3 separate regions of the Mus musculus genome follow, and regions 1 and 3 are each linked to region 2. Evidence: chromatin contacts called from public ChIA-PET and promoter capture Hi-C data. All regions are on one chromosome and are shown on one strand. The core of a region is the stretch at or near the end of the contact, and the rest is flanking DNA. Distances in the headings are between cores, read along the strand shown.

What was found. ChIA-PET counts read pairs in DNA pulled down with a chosen protein or histone mark. Capture Hi-C pulls out chosen DNA fragments and counts their contacts.
Region 1: a contact with region 2 is called in an RNA polymerase II ChIA-PET map of CD8 T cells, with 4 times the contacts expected there. The contact joins the enhancer-like site here to the promoter of Top1 in region 2. A contact is called at or near these places in 1 of 39 promoter capture datasets (pre-B cells), 3 of 115 datasets of contacts at active chromatin or transcription factors (CD8 T cells, effector CD8 T cells and embryonic stem cells) and 1 of 9 other capture datasets (adipose tissue).
Region 3: a contact with region 2 is called in a promoter capture Hi-C map of pancreatic islet. The contact joins the promoter of Lpin3 here to the promoter of Top1 in region 2. A contact is called at or near these places in 20 of 39 promoter capture datasets (the 3T3-L1 cell line, 3T3-L1-derived adipocytes, the C10 cell line and 14 more), 2 of 15 datasets of contacts at CTCF or cohesin (CD8 T cells and the NIH/3T3 cell line), 3 of 484 Hi-C or Micro-C datasets (cerebral cortex, muscle stem cells and nephron progenitors), 23 of 115 datasets of contacts at active chromatin or transcription factors (T-cell acute lymphoblastic leukemia, astrocytes, bone marrow-derived macrophages and 17 more) and 3 of 9 other capture datasets (adipose tissue, liver and pancreatic islet).

The regions. Positions count from the first base shown.
Region 1 is chr2:160,779,005-160,781,704 of GRCm38.p6, reverse strand. Zhx3 (zinc fingers and homeoboxes 3) reads left to right here. Exons shown (of 4, transcript NM_177263.3): 3 at 1-2,304. Among named protein-coding and RNA genes, the nearest start is that of Plcg1, 49 kb to the right of the region's middle. Within about 2 kb of position 1,339, at least 23 of the 459 cell types and tissues checked have an H3K27ac peak or open chromatin away from gene starts, as enhancers often do. A contact at or near this core is called in CD8 T cells, where this site is marked.
Region 2 is chr2:160,644,531-160,647,230 of GRCm38.p6, reverse strand. Top1 (topoisomerase (DNA) I) reads right to left here and starts at 1,334. Exons shown (of 21, transcript NM_009408.2): 1 at 969-1,334; 2 at 599-623. The coding sequence starts at 1,001.
Region 3 is chr2:160,886,768-160,889,467 of GRCm38.p6, reverse strand. It overlaps Lpin3 (lipin 3), which reads right to left and starts at 1,300. Exons shown (of 20, transcript NM_001199118.1): 1 at 1,251-1,300.

The DNA of each region.
Region 1 (2,700 bases), core at 90-2,589, 130 kb before region 2:
CAATCATGAAGATAATGAAAGGCAAAGCTGAAGCCAAAAAAATCCATATGCTTAAAGAGAACGCTCCTAATCAGCCTGGGAGTGAGGCCTTGCCTAAGCCATTGGCAGGGGAGAGAGAGGTTAAAGAGGGGGACCACACTTTCATCAATGGGGCAGCTCCAGGCAGTCAGGCATCTGCTAAGTCCACAAAACCCCCTCCTGCTGCCAATGGGCCCCTGATAGGAACAGTGCCTGTCTTGCCAGCTGGTATAGCACAGTTCCTCTCCCTCCAGCAGCAGCCCCCAGTACATGCCCAACACCACACCCACCAACCCCTGCCTACATCCAAGACCCTTCCGAAAGTCATGATCCCCTTGAGCAGCATCCCAACATATAATGCAGCTATGGACTCCAACAGCTTTCTGAAGAACTCCTTCCACAAATTCCCCTACCCAACCAAAGCTGAGCTCTGCTATTTGACTGTGGTGACCAAGTATCCAGAAGAACAGCTTAAAATCTGGTTCACAGCCCAGAGGCTGAAGCAAGGAATCAGCTGGTCTCCTGAGGAGATTGAAGATGCCAGGAAAAAGATGTTCAATACAGTCATCCAGTCTGTGCCTCAGCCCACAATCACAGTTCTAAACACCCCGCTTGTTGCCAGTGCTGGCAATGTACAGCACCTCATCCAGGCTACTCTCCCAGGTCATGCTGTGGGACAGCCTGAGGGCACAGCAGGGGGGCTGTTGGTCACTCAACCACTGATGGCCAATGGGTTACAAGCATCAAGCTCATCTCTCCCTCTGACAACTGCATCTGTTCCCAAGCCAACTGTGGCACCCATTAACACTGTGTGTTCAAATTCGGCATCAGCTGTGAAAGTTGTCAATGCAGCCCAGTCACTCCTCACAGCATGCCCCAGCATAACTTCCCAAGCTTTCCTTGATGCAAACATCTACAAAAATAAGAAGTCTCATGAACAGCTCTCGGCTCTGAAAGGAAGCTTCTGTCGGAACCAGTTTCCTGGGCAGAGTGAAGTAGAGCATCTGACCAAAGTGACAGGCCTCAGTACCAGAGAGGTGCGGAAGTGGTTCAGTGACCGGAGATATCACTGCCGGAATCTGAAGGGCTCCAGGGCCATGATGCCCGGAGAGCATGGCTCTGTTCTCATTGACTCTGTGCCAGAGGTGCCCTTTCCCCTGGCATCTAAAGTTCCAGAGGTGACCTGTATCCCAACAGCAACCTCACTAGTAAGCCACCCTGCCACCAAACGACAATCTTGGCACCAGACCCCAGACTTCACACCAACCAAATACAAAGAAAGAGCCCCAGAGCAGCTGCGAGTCCTAGAGAACAGCTTTGCACAAAACCCACTTCCCCCCGAGGAGGAGCTGGACCGCCTAAGAAGTGAAACGAAAATGACTCGAAGGGAAATTGATGGCTGGTTCTCAGAGAGGCGGAAAAAGGTGAATACTGAGGAGACAAAGAAAGCTGATGGGCACATGCCTAAGGAGGAGGAGGAGGGTGCTGAGCAGGAGGGTAGAGATGAAGAGTTGGCCAATGAGCTGAGGGTCCCTGGTGAAAATGGCTCTCCTGAAATGTTTCTTAGCCATGCCTTGGCAGAACGGAAGGTCAGCCCCATCAAAATCAACCTCAAGAACCTGCGGGTCACTGAAGCCAGTGGCAAGAGTGAGTTTCCAGGGATGGGTGTCTGTGAGCCTGAGGAAGATGGTTTGAACAAGTTGGTAGAACAGCCACCAAGCAAAGTAAGCTACAAAAAGACCGCACAGCAGCGTCATTTGCTTCGGCAGCTCTTTGTCCAAACACAGTGGCCAAGCAACCAGGACTATGACTCCATTATGGCCCAAACAGGGCTGCCCCGGCCAGAGGTGGTACGCTGGTTTGGAGATAGCAGGTATGCCCTTAAGAATGGCCAGCTCAAGTGGTACGAAGACTATAAGAGGGGAAACTTCCCACCAGGTTTGCTGGTCATAGCCCCTGGCAACCGAGAGCTGCTGCAAGATTATTACATGACACACAAGATGTTGTGTGAGGAAGATCTGCAGACCCTCTGTGATAAGACCCAGATGAGTGCCCAGCAGGTCAAGCAGTGGTTTGCTGAGAAGATGGGTGAAGAGACCCGGGCTGTGGCAGATATAAGCAGTGAGGATCAGGGCCCTAGAAATGGAGAGCCTGTGGCAGTTCACAAGGTGCTGGGTGATGCCTATTCGGAGCTGTCTGAGAACAGCGAATCATGGGAGCCAAGTGCTCCTGAGGCCAGCTCAGAGCCTTTTGACACTTCAAGTCCCCAGTCTGGACGTCAACTCGGTAAGGAGCTCATGGGATCTAAGCATGGCTTTTCTCTGAACCTGAGGGAGGGTACAGTCACAGAGTAGGTACAGGTGGCAGGTACAGCTACCTCTAGAGCATTCAGACCAACTGCAGAGGAGTGAATGCCAGGGACAACTGGCAATAAAAGCCATAGAAGTAAAAGCTCAGAATTGGACTTTTGGTTTTGGTGCCTCTGTTTTTTTATTTATGGTGATGTTTTTGTTTTAAATCCATGCAGGGGAGAGAACATAGTCTTAAAGAGAGAACTTAAAGGGACTCCTGTGTTTCTAACCATTTCTTAGCATGGATTAAGACGTCATGGGAGTCACAGAGATACCATCTGTATGAAGACAGGGTTAGGGAATTTAACTCAGATTGGCAAGCAAAGGAGAA
Region 2 (2,700 bases), core at 85-2,584:
AGCTGCCTAAGGGAATCTTTCGTTCTGGAATCACAAAAATTAAAAAAGAAGAAGAAAGCAAGCAAACATGAAGCAGAAAGCAAGTAACTTCCAAAATAAAGTTCTATTAAGAAAAAATAAAAGATAATTCCGTCCCTAAGCCTTCCTTCTTTGGTGAGGTCTGTGATTTATATGGCTCTGCTCTGCAGAAAGCTCTTTCTGGACAGCTCAAGGAAGGAGCTGAGGGAGGGAGAGAAAGACACAGGCACAGAAAGGAGAGGAGAGAGAAAAAGAAAATGGCGCAGAGACTAAGTCCCGACCGTCGACAAGGCGACTTTCCCGGGAAGAATCCCGGCGGAGAAAGGCCGCCCGAGACCCAGCGACGGTCGACGCGGGGTCTCCGGTGCCCCCTCTGGAGAAGGCCGTGATCTGGGGGTGCTGAGACCCCGGGAAAGGGGGTCCAGAGGCGGCCCGATGGGAACAATGGGGCCGGTGAGCGAGGAGCCGGGACTTAGTCTCTGGGACGCCATGTCTGTCCTCTGCCCGGCTCCGGCCCGGCGCGGGGGAGGCAGGCAGCGGCGTGTGGGGACACTTGGGGCGGGGCGGGGGGCACACTCACCATTCAATCGGAAATCCGCTTCGATCTGAGGAAAGAAAAGGAGGGAAGATGAAACAACCGGCACATGAAGCCCCGGGGCGGCGGACGAGAGCGCGCGGCCGGGGGCCGGGGCTCGGGCCCACCCGGCGCCCCGGAACCCAGAGGCCCGCGAATGGCCTACCCGGGGCTGCCATCCCCCCACCAAACTCCAACTTGACGGCTCCGCCCGGGACCCGGCCATCCAAGCGACTCCAACCGGCCGCCCCTCATCGCAGACTCGGGCCTGTCAACCCGGCGCGGCCGGCTGGGGCTGGGACCGGGGCCCTGGCCGGGGCCGGAGCCGGCCCGGGCCCGAGCAGCTGGGGACGAGTCGGGGGCCGGCTGGTCGCACCTGGGAATCGTTGTGGAGATGGTCCCCGCTCATGTCGGCCGGCGTGCGAACGCTGCGGGCTCAGAGGCAGCGCGGGGGAAGAGAGGCGGACGGCAGGGACGGCCTGAACGGGCGGACGAAGCTCCTGAGAAGCACGAACAGACGGCGACAGCAGCCACCGGCCCGAGACTCCCGGGACAGTGGAGGAGGCAGCGGCGGTAGCGACGCGACTGACAGACTGCCGGGCGGGCGGACAGCGAGAACAGACCCCAGCAGTTGTGTAACAGCCTAAGTTCGCATTTCCCCTCACTGCGCCTGCGCGGCCGCTTTTAAATGGGACGTCGTCGTCGACGTCAGCGCTCGTGGAAAGAGGCTGAGGGTTGCGGCGGGTCTCTTAGAGGTCCGGGAGACAGAGCCGGTTTTGCCTCGCAAGTTCCGCCCCTTTATTAGCATACGGACTTAACTCCGCCCACTCTCTGCTTTCTGCCTTGCTACGGGACTGGCGTTCTCAGAGGCGGGACACCGGCTCTAGCAGCACGCAGGCGCAGCGTGGACACCGCCTCTGGACCTTGGACACCCGGGCGGCCACGTGGTAGGCCTTTAAAGGCCGCGGCGGGACCCAGCTAAGCTGGCCAGGGACCGTGTCTCCAGCTTCTGCATCTCTAGAGCCAGACAAGTTTGATCCGCACGTACCTTGGCTGCCCCGATCTTAGTTCACCAGCAGCCGTAAGGCATTTAGCTGGAGTCTCCTCACAGCCTTTGTCCAGACTTCTGGAATACTTCACATCCATTTATTTATTATTTATTCTTTTTTTTTGTAGGGGGGGGTGTTCGAGACAGGGTTTCTCTGTGTAGCCCTGACTGTCCTGGAACTCACTCAGTAGACCAGGCTGGCCTCGAACTCAGAAATCCTCCTGCCTCTGCCTCCCACGTGCTGGGATTGAAGGCGTGCGCCACCACCGCCCAGCACTTCACACCCATTTTTAAAAATTATTTTAATTTTTCAGTCAGGTTTAGCTCCAGTTTACAGTCATGTAGCCCTGTGTCACAAGTACCCTACTGCATTTGTTCTTTTTATAAACATTTATTAAGCGCCTACTGTGAGACAGGAATTAGTTTGATGTGAGAGGGCTAATATTCCAAATCAAAGGGAATTGGACCCCCAGGTAAATGGATCCTGGTTCTAACCAGGACTGTACCCTGAGAGAACTTTATTTAGGGAACACCATACTATAAGGTCTGCCCTGACTCCTCACAGTCCTGGGTGTGGACCATCGACCACTATCAAACTGTCTTGAGGGATTAATGACATTAGCAATTGGATTTGCAAGAACATCCCAGGCTGAATTCATCTCCAGTCTGGCTCAATCCCCCATATAAATAAATTCGGAAAATGTTCATAAACATTGAGTGATAAACACTTAGGGTTAATTCTTGTGAATATTTCAAAACTCAAGCCAGCTGGGCAGTGGTGGCATACGCCTTTAATCCCAACAGTTGAGAGGCAGAGGCAGGCGGATTTCTGAGTTCGAGGCCAGCCTGATCTACAGAGTGAGTTCCAGGACAACCAGGGCTACTTAGAGAAACTGTCCCGAAAAACCAAGCTTGAAGTGCTGCACGCCCCTTTCCGCATGCTGTACCCATGTGCCTCTCTCCTTTATAACAGTTATCACAGTTGTTAAGTTACCCATATGGGAGCTAGTGACTTCTTTTCTGTCTCCTTTATATAATTCGAGGTCAGTGAGGGTTAGGA
Region 3 (2,700 bases), core at 51-2,550, 240 kb before region 2:
TTTTCTTCCATGACTGTCCTACTGTTTAGGCTAAGTACTAGAGACTCAGATTATTGATGGCAGCAAAGCACTGTGGGTAAGAACACCACAGTGGCTGAGTTCTAATCTATACTTTGCCCCTTCCCAGGGCAAAATGCTTCATTTATCTGAGGTTTTCTTTTTAAGTATTTTTGTTTTAATTTTTTTTCTGTGCATTGGTGCTTTGCCTGCATCTATGTCTATGTGAGGGTGTCAGACCCCAGAACTGGAATTACAGATGTGAGCTGCCATGTGGTTGCTGGGAATTGAACCCGGGTTCTCTAGAAGAGCAACCAGTGCTCTTAACTCTGAGCCATCTCTCCAGTCCCTATTTATCTGAGCCTTCGTTCCAGCTTCTTTAAGTGGAGATAGTATCAGGCAGGGATGAGTACCCGCTGAGATAATTTGGATACAGCCCTGTTGTACAGTAGGTGTTATGCCTGTGTGTGACATCTAGCAGAGACACCAGCATCGTGACTTTTCCACACTCACTCAGGCTGTGGGCTGTGCAGTAGGCCAGTCTCTACTTGCAGTTAACAGTTTAGACACAGTAGGCTGCCACCCAACACCATGACCAGTGGGAACCTCACTATTTACAAAATAGAAAGGTGAACTCCAGGCTTTGTGGAGTACCTTGTTCAAGCCAGGCTAGATATATCCTCAAAGTTCTAGGGCTAGCTTGTCTCTACCACAGGGAAGCCAAACCAAGGTCCTCTGGACTCTTGGGACCCCAGATATTGAGATGGGGGAGTTATGGAGTGGGGATGACTTTCCAACTGCCACCAAAGAGAGTAGGGGTATAAGGAGGGGCCCTTATACCAGGGAAGCGGTCTACCGCTAAGTTACAATTCCCCAGCATTGGGAAACTGCCGCTTCAGTTCCCCTCATTGACAGGCAAGACAGGCCAGACAAGGGCCAGGGACACTCTTTGCAACTGAGGACTCTTATTACCAAGGACACGCCGCCAGTCTTGGGAAGCCTCTCTAAAAGGTTCTGGCATTCCTCTCTAGCTTCCTAGTCCTGGCTATCCAGGGAGCTCGCAGGGGAAGGGGCAGGAAGTGAAGCCAGCCTTCCCCTACTCTTTCCCTAGCTCCCTGTGGTCTCTGTCCCTTGACGTGAAAATGAGATAGAACAGAGTGGAAGAAAAACATATTTTGTTTTCCTATGGGCTAGGTTTCTACGTTGAAACTTCCCTCCCGAGGACCACTGAGACCCAGAAACGCCGCCTCTACCTGTACGCAGAGGTTCCACAGGTAAGGGTCCAGGTCCCGGCACTTCCGCTTTCTCTGAGACCCGGTGAGATCCGGTCTCCACTCCTTCCACCAACCAGGTGCGGCTCTCACTGTTCCCGGTCAGTCCAGGCTCCACCCTTCACTTCGAGAAGACCCCGCCCCCGTCCCGTGGTCCCACTCCAGGGCGCCCTTTTTCCTATGGGGAGCAACAGACTTCGGGGCTCTGACTCGTTCCCAGCCACACCCGTGGCCACACCAGCTGTCACGACAGGAGCACGAAAGACGTACGGACTTTAGAACCGCGTCTACCTACGTCCTGTTCCTTACTACCTGCCTCTGTGACCTTGAGCGAATCTCCCACGGATACCAGAGGAAAGCTACTTGTAAGATTTGACGGAGAACACGAATATCTTTGTCGAGGGCTTGGCGCTTGTATTTCCCATCCCGGGAACAGCGTTTCTTGATCCTCCACACCCCCTTTCTAGCCGAGGTCTAACTACCTATATGCTCACAGTTGGAATGTCTTATTTGCTCAGTTAATGTCAGTCTTGTTTGTTTTTGCATACTGACATCAAAACTCGGTGGTACACGCAAAGAGATCTACCACCGTTACACCACCCAGCTTCAACCGAGCTTGAACGCCTTTAAGAACGGACCACCTTCATACGCTCAGTGCTATTGCAAACCTGCTCAGTCATCTATCAGACACTTTAGCGAGTGGGCAGTGCGCTTAATACTACCACGGGCCAGCAGAGGGCAGATGGTGACCAGTCTTCTCACCCAATCACACTTTCTCACCACCCAACACTCTCAAGAGCAAGACAAGTGAGCAGATTTGTAGGCAATAAACCCAAGGGGCCAGCCAGGAATGACTTTGAATCCCTGACTCAGAGACCTCTCCGACTACCTGTATGGATGATCCCTGCAAACAAGATGTGCTGGAAAACATGAGACGCTGAAGGCGTTTGTTCGAAAAAGCACACACGGTCAGGCTTTGCCTAAAAGATGGCTCATTCAACCCAGCACGGTGGCGCACACCTTTATACCAACACTGGGAGGCAGGGGCAGGCAGATGCCAGAGTTTCAAGGTAAGATGTCCTTCAGAGGTAGTTCTGGGACAGCCAGGGAGACCCATAAAAACCCTGTCTGGAAAAAACAAAACTAACAGACAGACACACAAACAAAAATGGTTCAGCCAGTAAAGGTGCTTGCTTCTGAGTTGAATAACCGTAATCCACACTTACAAGGTATCTCGGGCAGGCTGTGAAGCCATCGTACACGCTGTATACACTCCAAATCAGTGGTTCTCAAACTTCCTAATGCTGTGACCTGATTCAGTTCCTCATGCTGTGGTGACCTCCAATCATAAAAATTATTTTTGTTGCTACTTCATAACTGTAATTTTGCTACTGTTAAGAGTCATTATGTAAATATCAAATATGCAAGATAT